2 separate regions of the Mus musculus genome follow, and region 2 is linked to region 1. Evidence: chromatin contacts called from public Hi-C data. All regions are on one chromosome and are shown on one strand. Each heading gives the region's core, a stretch centred on a gene start, on an enhancer-like site or on the middle of the called end of the contact. The rest is flanking DNA. Distances are from core to core; before and after follow the strand shown. Region 1 holds the start of Ccdc9 (coiled-coil domain containing 9). Region 2 holds the start of Ccdc8 (coiled-coil domain containing 8).

Region 1 (7,048 bases), core at 2,850-5,349:
CTATCTTAGAAAATAAACATTCTTCCCCCCACCACCCCCCCGCAAAAAAAAACCAAACAAACAAAAAAAAACCCCTCAAAACAAAACAGGTAGGCAAGGTGGCTCTGGCTAGGTGGGTACAGGAGCCTCCTGCCAAGTCTTTTCTTTTCTTTTTTTTTTTTTTAAAGATTTATTTATTATTTTTATGTAAGTACACTGTAGCTGACTTCAGACACACCAGAAGAGGGCGGCAGATCTCATTCTGGGTGGTTGTGAGCCACTATGTGGTTGCTGGGATTTGAACTCAGGATCTTGGGAAGAGCAGTCAGTGCTCTTAACCACTGAGCCATCTCTCCAGTCCCCTCTCTACAGTCTTTATGGGTTTCTCCCTGGATCCCACATGGTAGGAGAGAACAAACTTCTGTAGGTTGTCCTCTGGTCACCACGTGCGCCACAGCGTGTGTGCTCCCCCCCCCCCCCCATTAAAGAAATGAAAAAATGGGCATGGGCAGAGTAGTTTACATCTGTAATCCCAGCACTCGGGAGACAGAGACAGGAGAATCATCTGGAATTTGAAGACAGCTTAGACACATAGGAAGAGCCTATCTCAAAAAACTAAAGTGTGCAGATTGGTTCAGTGGATAAGAGTGCTATACTGGGCTGGAGAGATTGCTCAGTGGTTAAGAGCACTGACTGCTGTTCCAAAGGTCCTGAGTTCAATTCCAGCATCCACATGGTAGCTCACAGCCATCGGTAAAGGGGTCTTCTGGTATGTCTGAAGACAGCTACAGTGTACTTATATACATAAAATAAACAAATCTTTTATTTATTTATTTATTTTTTAATTAGGTATTTTCCTCATTTACATTTCCAATACTATCCAAAAAGTCCCCAATACACTCCCCCCCACTCCCCTACCCACCCACTCCCCCTTTTTGGCCCTGGCGTTCCCCTGTACTGGGGCATATAAAGTTTGCAAGTCCAATGGGCCTCTCTTTCCAGTGATGGCCGACTAGGCCATCTTTTGATACATATGCAGCTAGAGTCAAGAGCTCTGGGGTACTGGTTAGTTCATAATGTTTTTCCACCTATAGGGTTGCAGTTCCCTTTAGCTCCTTGGGTACTTTCTCTAGCTCCTCCATTGGGGGCCCTGTGTTCCATCCAATAGCTGACTGTGAGCATCCACTTCTGTGTTTGCTAGGCCCCGGAAATAAATAAATCTTAAAAGAAAAAAGAGTGCTTAATACCTTTGTAATGCCTGGCAGTGGTGGCACACGCCTTTATCCCAGCACTCGGGAGGCAGAGGCAGGCGGATTTCTGAGTTCGAGGCCAGTGTTGTCTACAGAATGAGTTCCAGGACAGCCAGGGCTACTCAGAGAAACCCTGTCTCGAAAAACCAAAAGAAAAAAGGAAAAGAAATACTTTTGTTTGTTTGTTTGTTTGTTTTTTTGAGACAGGGTTTCTCTGGCTGTCCTGGAACTCATTCTGTAGATCAGGCTGGCCTCGAACTCAGAAATCCTCTGCCTCCCAAGTGCTGGGATTAAAGGCATGTGCCACCATGCCCAGCAAGAAATACTTTTGTAGGGGAACCAAGTTCAGTTTCCAGCACCCACATGATGACTCTCAAGTGGTACACAGAAATACATGCAGGTGAACCCCCCCAACACACACACATACACATAAACATTTTGTGAGATAGGGTCTTTCTGTGTAGCTCTGGCTGTCCTGAAACTCACTATGTAGAACAGGCTGGCCTTGAACTCCCATTTAGCCTCCTTAGTGTTGGGATTTAAGGTGCTCACCACCACTGCCCAGGGCCAGCTTATGTTTCTGTTTAAAAGAAAAACAAAAGAACAACAAAATTAGACTGCAGATGTAGCTAAGTGACAGAACCTGGTCACGAGCCTGCTTTGTGTACAACACACACACACACACACACACACACACACACACACACACACACACACACAGGCAAACAGGCAGGCAGGCACACAGACAGGCATGCAGGCATGTAGGCAGGCAAGCAGGTACACAGACAGACAGGCACACAGGCACACAGGCACACAGGCACACAGGCACACAGACAGGCATGTAGGCAGGCAAGCAGGTACACAGACAGACAGGCAGACAGGCAGAGTTGCCCCTGTTGAATTTCAGTGAAGTATTGTTGGCAATTCCTGCTAACAGAAATAACTCTAACACCCATGAGACAGGTTGGACATATTGTGGCCATTTGTCAGATGGGATATCTTACAGCAGCTTAAGGTGGTCAGTTTGGTGGGCAGAGCTGCTCAGACCTGTAATCCTACCCTAGCACTGAAGAGGCTGAAGCAGGAGAGTCAGGAGTTTGGGGCCAACTGAGATATTGTCTTAGTCAACATTTTATTGCTGAGATGCAACACGTGACCAGAAAGCAAGTTGGGAGTAAAGGGTTTATTTGGTTGGTTTTCATATCAAAATCCATCATTGGAGAAAGTCAGGATAGGAACTTAATCAGAGTAGGAACCCAGTGTGTTTGCTCTCCAGACAAACACCAAAAAGCTACAACCTGGGGGCAGCAGTTAATGCAGAGGTCATGAAGGAGTGGTACTTACTGGTTTGCTTCCCAACAGCTGTCTCAGCCTGCTTTCCTATAGAACCCAGGACCATCAGTTCAGAGATCAGGCACCACTCACAATGGGCTAGGCCCTCCCCCATCAATCACTAATTATGAAAATGCCCTACAGCTGGATCAATCCCCAGCAACCACATGGTGACTTACATGGCAGCATTTTCACAACTGAGGCTCCTACCTCTCTGATGACTCTAACTTGTGTTAAGGACAACAAACCAAGCCAGTACAGATATTTTTTTTTTAAAAAAGTAATAATTAAAGTGCCAGCACATTGCTCAACAGGTAGAAGAGGTTGTGCACCTGACAGTCCAGGGGTCAAACTGAGGTCATAATTGGCCCAGTGTCTTTACTCTCTCAGCCATGTCACCCTGCTTTTTCTCTCCCTCCCTCCCTCCCTCCCTCCCTCTCTCTCTCTCTCTCTCTCTCTCTCTCTCTCTCTATCTATCTATCTATCATGCTGTTTTTGACCCCGAGGCAATCCTCCTGCCTCAGTCTCCCAAGTGCTGTAATTAGAGGCATGACACCCAGCTTTGTATAGTTGATTTTTTAATATGAATTTATTGTACTTTTATTGTTTTGCCAGTTGATAAAATAGACATATCTGATAAGTTATTTTTAATTATTATAAATACAAAAAAAGGCATGCTTTAAATAACTTGGAAGATTCTACTAGCTCCTTTTTGTTGCTTCTTCAAATCAGAAAGAACATTGCTTTTGTAGTGGACGTATTTTGCCACGACGCCCAGCTTTGTAGTTGACTTTTTTCCTTTTTTTTTTTTTTTTTTTTTTCAAGACAGGGTTTCTCTGTGTAGTCCTGGCTGTCCTGGAACTCACTCTGTAGACCAGGCTGGCCTCGAACTCAGAAATCCGCCTGCCTCTGCCTCCCAAGTGCTGGGATCAAAGGCTTGTGCCACCACGCCTGGATAATGTTGATTTAAAAAAAAAAAAAATATATATATATATATATATTTTAAAGACTTCATGTGAGTGCACTGTCACTGTCTTCAGACAGACCAGAAGAGGGAATTGGATTCCATTACAGATCGTTGTGAGTCACCATGTGGTTGCTGGGGATTGAACTCTGGAGGAGCAGACAGTGTTCTTAACTACTGAGCAATCTCTCCAGCCCCTATATAGTTGATTAAATTTTTTTTTCTATTTTTATGAATTGGTTACAGTTTCTATAATTAAGGTTTCATTTGCAAGAAGAGGTAATGAAACCAGTTTAGGTTTTCTGGGGTCCCTGTAAAATGTCTGATTTCTACTTAGTAAAATCGGAAATCAGTAAGCCAAAAAAGGAGCCCAGAGATTTAGGGCTACATGTCTGTGGGTTCAAGTCCCACCTCGTGCCCCCAGTCCAATCCCTGAAATCAGAAAGAAGAAACAGGCTTCTGCTACCTTCTGCAGAGCCTGAGCGGGTGCGGACCCTTTAAGGCACCCGGAAATGGGATGTCAAGACCGGAAGTGCCCTACTTATTTCCTCTCTTCACGTGGTGCGGGCCGGAAGTGACGAGTGAGGCCCGGGAGCTGTGGACGCGAAGGCGGACGAAGCCGGAGTCGCAGACACCGCGGGGTCTCCGGGACAGGTGACCGGGGGAGGGGGCCGGGAGCGCGCCCGGAGAGGGCGGGGCCTGGTCGCCCACGTGAGGGGAGCGTGAACGCGCGCGGACTGGGAGGCGAGCCGCCGGCGGGGGCGGGGTCAGGGTACTCTGCGGGGGGCGGGAACCCGACGCCCACATGTGTCGCTTGAGGGGTGCTGAGGTTGGGCGGTGAACACGTGGGCAGAGCCAGACGCGCGGGTGCTGGCAGGCCCGAAGCCCTGGCGGCTGCCAGAGTGGGGCGGGGCTTGCAACGCTGTGTCGGTCTGGGGGCGGGGCCAGAGTTTTGCCTGGAGGACTAGGGGCCCGGCTCGGGACGTTGGGCGGAGACGCTGGGGGCGGGATCAAAGAGTGTAGGATGGGGATAAGAGGCGGAGTCTGGGCGTTAGCACGGTGGAAACTGGGGGCGGGGCTAAAGTGTTGGGGCGTGTAAGGGGTGGAGTTTGGTCGGTAGGCGGGTGAACCTGGGGGAGTGGTCAAAAATGGTGGGCGGAGTAAGATGGGGGCGGGGCTAGAGTATTGCTTGGGGCCTTACAAGTTAGTCTTTGCTGTAGGGAGTGCCACAGGGCGTGGTCATGAGGGCCAGGGGTGGAGCTAAGGGGGGGTGGATGTGTTTGGGGCGGGGCCAAAGTTTGGAGGGGAGTGGGGAAAGGGGCAGGGTTTGGGCTTTGAGTGAAGAGGTGATGACTGAGTTGCGGTGTTGTGCTGGGTTTGGTCAAGATGCTGGGGGTGTAGCCGGAATGTTGTCCTCAGTGTTTTAGGTATTGATTGCTGCACTAGGGCGTGGTTACATTATTTATTGCATGGGACTAGTGTTTGGGGCGGAGACTTCCTGGGCTAGGCAGGAAAGTTTTTTGGTTCTGGTGCTGGGTCCTGATTCTTGCCCAGAAGCTAGGGGAGGGTCCAGGGGCTGGCTGAGACTGGGTGGAGGTGGAGCTACGATGTCAGGGATTTTGCGGGTGGGGCTAGGGTGCTGGTGGAGAATGGCGAATGGCGGGGATAGAGTTAGGAAGTTTTTACTGAGCTGGGGAGCGGGGCCAAACACAGGCAGGGAAGTAGGGAACTCAGAGGCGGGGTCAGAATGTTTCCCAGTCTGTTGGGGGGCGGGCCAGTTAAATTGGAGGTGGCGCCAGAGTGTGAATTTTTGGTGGGCGGGGCCAGAAGTCTGGAGGGAAAGGAGGGGCTTGAAGTTTCACCCTAGGTAGGGGTGGGACCACAGACGTTTTTGCAGGTCAGGGATGCGGTTGCTGCTGGCAGTTTTCTCTTGTAAGCCTCTGTAGAAGTTCTGTCATCTGCCTTGAGTATCACTATGAAGGTCAAGTCTGGTCCAGGAAGGCCCCTGCGGTGGATCCTGGGCCTGCTTGCTGAATCTTTTCCGCCTTGGTAGGATGAGTGCCTTTTTAGGATGCTGGGGGCTGGGGAGTCATGGACTAAAGTCCGTGTTGGGCAGACAGAGTTGGAACCGTTTTTCATTATGATTTTTGTTTGTTTGTTTTGTTTTTCGAGCCTTGGCTGTCCTGGAACTCACTCTGTAGACCAGGCTGGCCTCAAACTCAGAAATCCGCCTGCCTCTTGTCTCCCAAGTGCTGGGATTAAAGGCGTGCGCCACCACTGTCCGGCTTTCATTATGATTTATTTATTTTGTGCATGTGTGCGGGATCACATGGAGGTCGGAGGACAACTGGTGGGAATCATTTCTCTCCTCCTTTGTGGGTCCTGGGGATTGAACTCAGGTCTCCAGGCTTGCAGCAAGCACCTTTACTCCAGGAGATCCCTCTGGCCCTCTAGAAGTAACTTTTGCAGGTTGGAAGGAAAGATTGTAGCTGACCTATTGAGATCCAGATCCTGGCTAAAATTGTCATAGGAAATGGAGCCTGGACTGACGCCTTTGGAGGAATTAGTATGAGTTACAGGGGTGGGTCAGAATTTTCCCAAGGTGGGTCTGACTAATTGCATGGGTGGATCTAGAACTGAAGGGCGGGGTTTGTGTTTAGAGAGGCGAGGCTAGTACTTGAGAATTCCCTTGATGAAGTACAAGTGCATTTTCCTGTGAGTCTGTGTTTTTGGAACCCTCAATAAAGGAGAAGAGACAGCATTTCAGAATGCTGTTGATCTTAACATACTGTTCTCTCTGCTTGCAGGAGCTTCCAGTGCTACATGTATTTTCTGTGAGGGAGATTACAGCCAATGATGGTGAGCTGGAGAGGGGTGGGCAAGGTGCCCTACAGAGACCAAACCCTTAGGTCCTGGGTAAAATGCCCATGTGGCAGGAAGATTTTTCTTTCCGCCTTTCAATTGCTTCCTTACCACAGGCTACCACACTAGATTTGAAGTCAAAGGAGGAGAAGGATGCAGAATTGGACAAGAGGATCGAGGCTCTTCGTCGGAAGAATGAGGCCCTCATCCGGCGCTACCAGGTGCCCTAGCCCTGCCCTGGAGACCCCATCCCCTCTCCTCCCCGCAGTGAGTTTTCCCCACCTCTCCCTTCAAGCGTTCTCATGTTTCCCTTTCACTCACAGGATGCAAGCCAAAGACCGTGGTCTGGCCTCCCTCCCTCCATCCTGTCATTCATTCATTCATTCATACATTCTTTCATTCATGGATTCACACTTTGCTCACTGATGCCTTCAGAGTCCCTGCTCAATGCTGAGTGGTCCTGGGGACACAGTCCCCAGACCTGTTCTTAGGGTTCTGTGTCCAATTTGGGACATAGTTGCCCTTCGTGATGACCCAGAGTAGACAAGGATGGGCTGGGGGAATGAGTGGATCTGTGGGAGTCCAGAGCGCTCTCTCTAGCCTGAAGACATTAGGGAGGGCTTTCTGGTAGAGGGGATTCTGAGAACTGAAGGGTGCCTCA
Region 2 (7,048 bases), core at 2,018-4,517, 710 kb before region 1:
AGATGGGCATGGTGGCACATGCCTGTAGTCCTAGCAGAGGCAGCCATCCAGATCTGTGAGTTCAAGGCCAGCCTGGTCTACACTGCGAGTTCCAGGCCAGCTGGGGCTAGATAGAGAGACCCTGTCTCAAACAACACAAAACAAAAGAGGGTCATTGGGGCCAGATGTAGAGGCACACACCTGTAACCCTAGTACTCTGGGCCCTAAGGTAGACGACTACTGTGAGTTTGAGGCCAATTATATATGGAGCACCAGGCCATCGGGGCTGCATAGCAAGACTCTGTCTTAAATAAAAAATAGAGACAGAAGGAAAGAAAAAGAGAGAGAAGAAAGGGAGAGGGAAGAAGAGGAAAGGTTAGAGAATGAGGGTGGAAAGGGGAGGAAAGGTGTGGGCGGTGCTGCCTGACCCCTCACCCCTGCCCCCCCCCCATTTTCAAACATGGAGAGAGAAGGAACCTGAAAAGGAGAGAGGCATCCCAGTAGCTAACAAAGGCAGGCAGGGGGCAGGGGCACTGGGCTTCCCTTACAGCTGTTCTTCTTGCTCTCTGTGTTCCACATCTGCTCTGATGTCAGCCCTTAGTACCCGGAGGCTCCTGGCCTCACCTGCCCTGGGGACTCTCCTGGGCAGGGTTGGCAACCTGGGAGTGTGCCAGAAGACTCTCCTGCGCATGCGAAACCATGAGAAGCGTCCTGGGGTCTGGAACCTCACTGTCTTTACCTGTTTCTGGGCCCTAGATCCCGAACCAGCTGAGGCTTCCTGTATACCCTGAGGTCCTGCCTCCTCCCTCTGGTCATGGAGGACCCCTGCCCTTTGGTCAGCTAGGACCTCCACCCTCTGATTTTCTGTAGCACCAGTTCTTTGGTTAGCTGGGCCCTCTGCCCTCTGACTATCTATGGCTTCTGCCCTCTGGTCAGGTGGGACTCCTGCCCTGAGATAAGCTGCAGCCTCTACCCTCAGATTAGCTTCAGCCTCTGCCTTTGGACTAGCTGCAGCCTCTGCCCTTGGACTAGCTTCAGCCTCTGCCCTTGGACTAGCTGCAGCCTCTGCCCTTGGACTAGCTGCAACCTCTGCTCTTGGATCAGCTGCAGCCTCTGCCCTTGGACTAGCTGCAGCCTCTGCTCTTGGATCAGCTGCAGTCTCTGCCCTTGGACTATCTACAAGCTCTGCCTTCTGGTTAGCAGCAGCCTCTGCTATTGGACTAGCTGCAGCCTCTACTCTTGGATCAGCTACAGCCTCTGCCCTTGGACTAGCTGCAGCCTCTGCTCTTGGATCAGCTGCAGTCTCTGCCCTTGGACTATCTACAAGCTCTGCCTTCTGGTTAGCAGCAGCCTCTGCTATTGGACTAGCTGCAGCCTCTGCTCTTGGATCAGCTGCAGCCTCTGCCCTTGGACTAGCTGCAGCCTCTGCCCTGGGACTAGCAACAGCCTCTGCCCTGAGACTAGCTGCAGCCTCAGTCCTTGGACTAGCTGCAGCCTCTGCCCTTGGACTAGCTGCAGCCTCTGCTCTTGGATCAGCTACAGCCTCTGCCCTTGGACTAGCTGCAGCCTCTGCTCTTGGACTAGCAACAGCCTCTACTCTTGGATCAGCTGCAGTCTCTGCCCTTGGACTAGCTGCAGCCTCTGCCCTTGGACTAGCTAGAGGCTCTGCCCTCTGGTTAGCTGCAGCCTCTGCCCCCTGGTTCTCTGCAGCCTCTGGGTGCTCCTCAGCTGGCATGCCTGTTCCCTGAGCGAAGGGTGGCACCTGCTCCTTCCTGCATCGTCTCAGGGAAACCCACTTGATCTTGGGCTTCCAGCGTCTAGTACCCAGCATCTGGTCACTCCGGTCTCCTGTGTTTCTGGAGCTATCATCGTCCGAGCTGGCTTGGCTGTGTCTCATTTCTCCAGCCCTCTCAGCTGCTGTGGAGGCCTGCTGGGTCTGGCCCACCTCGGAGCCTGATCTGGGTGCCCAGCCCTTCACCCTCTGTTTCAGCTTCCCCCAGGACACCTGGCTAACATACTCCCTCCATCTGTCGGCCTTGGATGGCTGGGGCCCCAGGTTGTTCTCAAACATGGGCACTGGAAGATTGACTCGGCGTCGTGGAGGAGGCGCGCTGGGCTTCTCCCCACGGCGGAGGAAGGCCTCCACCAGCTCCTGATCATCCTCACTCTCCACATCGCTGCCCAGGAATTTGCTGCCCAAGTAACTGACCGGCATTTTGCGCACCTTCCTGGTCCTCCCGGAGGAGCTCCTGTTGCCTTTGACTTTGGAGGTATCGAAGTCACTCAACTCACTGTCGCTGCCATTGCTGCTGTCATAGGTACCTACAACCAGCCGAAGTGGAGGAGTGACCATCTGCGGGACTCTCCTCACTCTCAGCTCCTTGGTTCTTTTGCGGGGTTGGGGTGGGTGTGGAGTGCTCTTTTCGATGATACGGGCCACATCTTCCAGGGTGCGGCCCTCCTCCTGCAAAAACTGGATTAGCCGCTCCCGAAACTCAGCTTCCTTCGTTGCAGGCTTGGAGATGACTCTCCACACGCCCCCAGCCAGGCGGACCTCCCGGGGGATGAGCAGATAGTCAACATCCTCCCCAATCTGCAGCATCCCCACCGTGGAGTCCTCTTCTTTGCGGAACACCTTTCCGATTTTCTTAAAGGTGCCCACAGGCCTTAAGGCCTCCACTAACACGTCCAGATCGACATCTTTGCAGACGTCGGGGACACTCCAGAGGATCAGGCAATCGGGAGACGGAAGGAAGCCCCAGGGGAACCATCCCCCTACGTGGCTTTTTTCGAGAGTCTTTAAGATCTCCAGCGTGGACGCTCGAGTGGGGGCAAAAAGCCCAGACACTTGGCTGCTAGTCTTGGGGAGGGGGCGGTGGACAGTCCTAGCAACTCTGCTCGCACAGAGTGTCTCCTCCCTACAATTTTCTCTTCAGGAAACAAGTCCAAGTTGGCTTCCCCAACCCCCTCGGAGTTGTAGCAAGCAGTTTTCCAGGATGCTTACATGAACTGAAGCACGCTCATTCCCGAGGCTCAAAGTTCAGTCCAAACTGGAATCGCCAGTGTCCCGGCTCCAAGTTGGGGTCCCACGAGCTCCGATCGCTTCTCCCTTGCCCCAGACACCAGGATATAGCTGAAAGTTCTTGGGAGGACTCTGCAGACAAAGACGGCTCAGCGTGGCCTTTCAATATGGCGAGGTGCTTAAAGGCCTCCGCCCAGCCCCGAGGAGGGTCTCCCGCCCCCAGGCAGTCTGCCACCCGCTCCAAACTGACCTTGCGCTCAGTCTGTGGTGGAGCTGAGAGCCGCAGGAAGTTTCTGGGCGCCCTCCCCTCCTGGGTGAGGCCCACCTTCTCCTTCTCATCTTACACTCTAAGCCTGGGAAGACTGGCAGCGGGGCTGTCCACTCCCCTTCAGGGCAGCCTCCCTCTCCTCCCCCACAGAGGTGTGGCTGCCCCCCAGAGCCTCAATGGGGCCAGGGCTTCCCTTAGCTGCAGCCAAAACCCACGTCATCATCCTTCCCAAAAGGCAACGGGTCCCCCAACCTGCCATCCTAGACGTGCAAGCCCAAAAGGTGCGAGTGCTGATGGCTCAAATCCTTTGAAGGCTATTGCAATTATGAACGTGCGTTTAAAATTAAGGGGATGGGACTAGAGGTGGCTCAATGGTTAGGAGCATGGGCTACCTTTATGTAAGACCTGGGTTTGACTCCCAGAACCAATACGATGGCTCAAAACCCTGTTTATTTCCAGTTCCAGGGGATCCAATACCCTCTTCTGATCTCTGTGAGCACTGCATATACGTGGTACACACACACACACACACACACACACACACACACACACACACACACACACAGAGAGAGAGAGAGAGAAGACATTCATGCACACAAAAAGGGGCACACAAGATAACCCAATGGGTAAAAACATTTCCCCAAAGCCTGAATTCAATCCCAGAACCCACATAAAACCAATTCTACAAAGTTATTGTTCAATCTCCACATGTGCACCCCTATACACAGATTGTACATATATTAATTCACACACGATAAACACGGGTTTTGTTTGTTTGTTTGTTTGTTTGTTTGTTTTTCGAGACAGGGTTTCTCTGTGTAGCCTTGGCTGTCCTAGAACTCACTTTGTAGACCAGGCTGGCCTCGAACTCAGAGATCCACCTGCCTCTGCCTCCCAAGTGCTGGGATTAAAGGCGTGCGCCACCATGCCCAGCCCGATAAACACGTTTTTAAAGTAAAATATTTTCTTGGAGTTGGAGAAATGGCTCCATGGTTAAAAGCACAGGCTGCTCTTTCAGAGGACCTGGGTTCAATTCCCAGCACCCACATAATGCTCATAAATGTCTGTAACCCCACCTCTAGGGGATTTAACACCCCCCCCCCACTGATATACATCAAAACACCAAAGCACATAAAATAAATATATTTTTTAAATAAAAAATTTTCTTAAAAATAAAAAAACCTTTAAGATCACAGAGATGTTGTACCCTCAGTTCTTAGTTTATGTATCCCACGTGGCCTCAAACTTTCAGGGATCCTCCTGCCTCAGCCTCTGTCTACTAGGCTTTACGTAGGCCACTATTATCAGGCTTAAGCAACAACAACAACGGCCAGGTAAGGAAGTGACTTTAATATCAATATAAGAACATATATCAGGCATGGGATGCACACTTGTGATCGCAGTAATTGAAGGCAGGGGGATGAGGAGGGTAAGGTCACTCGCAACTTCAGAGAGCTCACACCAGCCTGAGCTACAAGAGACCCAGGGGCTGGAGAGGTGTCTCTGTGATTAAGAGCGCTTGCTGCTCTTATAGAGGATTCGGTTCCCAGCACCCACGTAGTGGCTTACAGTCACCCAGAACTCCAGTTGATGGGGATCTGATACCTTCTAACCTTCACAAGAAGCATGCCTGCAAAGGTTACGCAAGCGAGAGCGCGCGTGCGTGAGCGCACACACACAATCATAAAAAAAAAAAATTAAAGTAAGATAAACATTTGTGATTTTATTTAACCCAGAAAAACCTTGGAGGCAGATCATGAGCAATGAGGAAAAGGGAAAGGGGACGGAGAAAAAGAAGGTGCAGGAGAGGATTTTTCAGGTTCAGGTTTGGAGTCGGGGTGGGGTGCTTTGTTTGGGTCCTGTCCTGGCTTCAACGTCCCCATTGGGGGTAGGAGGGAGGACGCTTTTGCTGGCTCTGCTTAGGTGAACTTTCCTCCTCTTCACGACATGGAATTCTAGCTGCTCAGCCCAAGGCCTTGAACGTGACTAGTGGTCTCCAAGGCAACAAGGGGCCCTGGCTGAGCTTAGGGGAGAAGCTGGGAACTTCCACACAGCAGGCACAGAGGCAGCCCCTCCTCTGGCCCCTCCAGCCTTCCTTAGGCCTCTTCCCCAAAGCAGAGGTGCTTTGAAGAGAAGCCAAGACACCCCTACCACACCCCGCAAGGGCTTTTAAAAGTGGTGGCGTGTGAATTCTAAGTCTTGAGGTTGGGGATTTAGCTCTGTGGGGGAGCATTTGTCTAGCAAGCATTGGGTGGGGGTTATAAAGAACCCTAAATCATGGGGCTGGAGATGATCCTGGAGAGTTCAAGCGCTTCCTGCTCTTTGACGAGGACCAAGTTCAGCTCCCACATGGTGGCTCTCACAAGCATCTGTAACTCCAGGTCCAGGGGATCCCGTGCCTCTTTTTGACCTCCAGGGGAACCCGGCAGACACATGGTACACATGCATACATACAGGTAAAATAGGTCTAATTTTAAAATCTTCTTAACCTGGTTCTAATCGTGTGATCCAGGCTTCTCTGGAGGCCGAGACAGGAAGATCAAAAGTTCAAGGGCTTAATTTCTCCCCCCACTCTGGCTATATATTTATTTCATGTATGTGGGCACACTGTCACTGCCTCCAGACACAGCAGAAGACAGCATCGGATGCCCATTACAGATGGTTGTGAGCCACCATGTGGTTGCTGGGAATTGAACTCAGGACCTCTGGAAGAGCAGTTGGTGCTCTTAACTGCTGAGCCATCTCTCCAGCCCAAGGATTCAATTTCTAACTATAATTCCCAGCCGTGTGTGTGTGTGTGTGTGTGTGTGTGTGTGTGTGTGTGTGTGCACATACACACATACATCTTAAAAGTGAAAATCACAGATGTTTGATATTCTTATAATTACCAGCCCCTGGTCATTTCTGCTGGGTGTTTTAAATCATCCAACCAGAGGTAGAACCATAATATAATTTATAACTTTATACTGTTTAAAAGAACTTTTTTTGTGGCTGAGTGATAGAGCCCCTGCCTAGAACCCCCCAGGGAGAGTGGCTCAATGATAGAGTGCTGGGTTTTGGTGGCAAGGCTCTAGTTTGGGTCCCATCGATCCAATAATAATAATAATAATAATAATAATAATAATAATAATAACTTTAATAACATTGAAAGCTGATATCTGAACCAGCCCCTTGTGTGCTGTGGGGCAGTACTTTGCAGAGGAAGGAACCTGAAGAAGTTAGTCTTTCTTCCTTCAGTCCTGAGGGTCACTGAGCTGAAGGTTAGTAGCAGCTTCTCACTGTCAGGGCCTCTCTGTCTGCCTCGAGGAAAAATCCTCTGCTGCCAGGACAACTGAGATGTGCTAGGGGAGAGCTCCCAAGGACCCAGCCAGAAACCCGGCCTCCTTATTCGCATTCCACATTCCACTGTTTCCCGGCTTTACTCCATGCCTGCCTCATCTTGCTGGTTGTTGGTTGTTTTTTTTTTTCGGGGGGGCGGGGGGGGGGCAGGTCTAGATGGTGGCAGAGCTCTTGCCTATGGGAGAGACCCTGGGCTCCATCTGCAGCACCCACAAGCAGAAACAAAGACCTCAGGGTTCTTTGTTTCCTAAGATCACAAAGCCTCGGTATCTTGCTTCGCTCGCGGCCTTCAGACTTCCGGTTTCTCAGGGAGATTTCCCCAGACAGATAGCTTTAAGAGGAAACCATTCTTGTCTTGGCTCCTTCTTGTTAATTTGGTTTTGTAATAGTTACAGTCACAGAGCCAGAATCCTCACAAGAACGAAGGGCATGGCTCACCG

What was found. A called contact is a pair of places that touch in the nucleus more often than the background predicts.
Region 2: a contact with region 1 is called in a Hi-C map of nephron progenitors, with 5 times the contacts expected there. The contact joins the promoter of Ccdc8 here to the promoter of Ccdc9 in region 1. A contact is called at or near these places in 1 of 484 Hi-C or Micro-C datasets (nephron progenitors), 1 of 115 datasets of contacts at active chromatin or transcription factors (memory CD8 T cells) and 1 of 9 other capture datasets (adipose tissue).

What each region holds. Positions count from the first base shown.
Region 1 is chr7:16,283,831-16,290,878 of GRCm38.p6, reverse strand. It overlaps Ccdc9 (coiled-coil domain containing 9), which reads left to right and starts at 4,099. Exons shown (of 14, transcript NM_001382411.1): 1 at 4,099-4,179; 2 at 6,333-6,384; 3 at 6,504-6,608. The coding sequence starts at 6,379.
Region 2 is chr7:16,990,121-16,997,168 of GRCm38.p6, reverse strand. Ccdc8 (coiled-coil domain containing 8) reads right to left here and starts at 3,267. Exons shown (of 1, transcript NM_001101535.2): 1 at 1-3,267. The coding sequence starts at 2,581. The coding sequence ends at 524.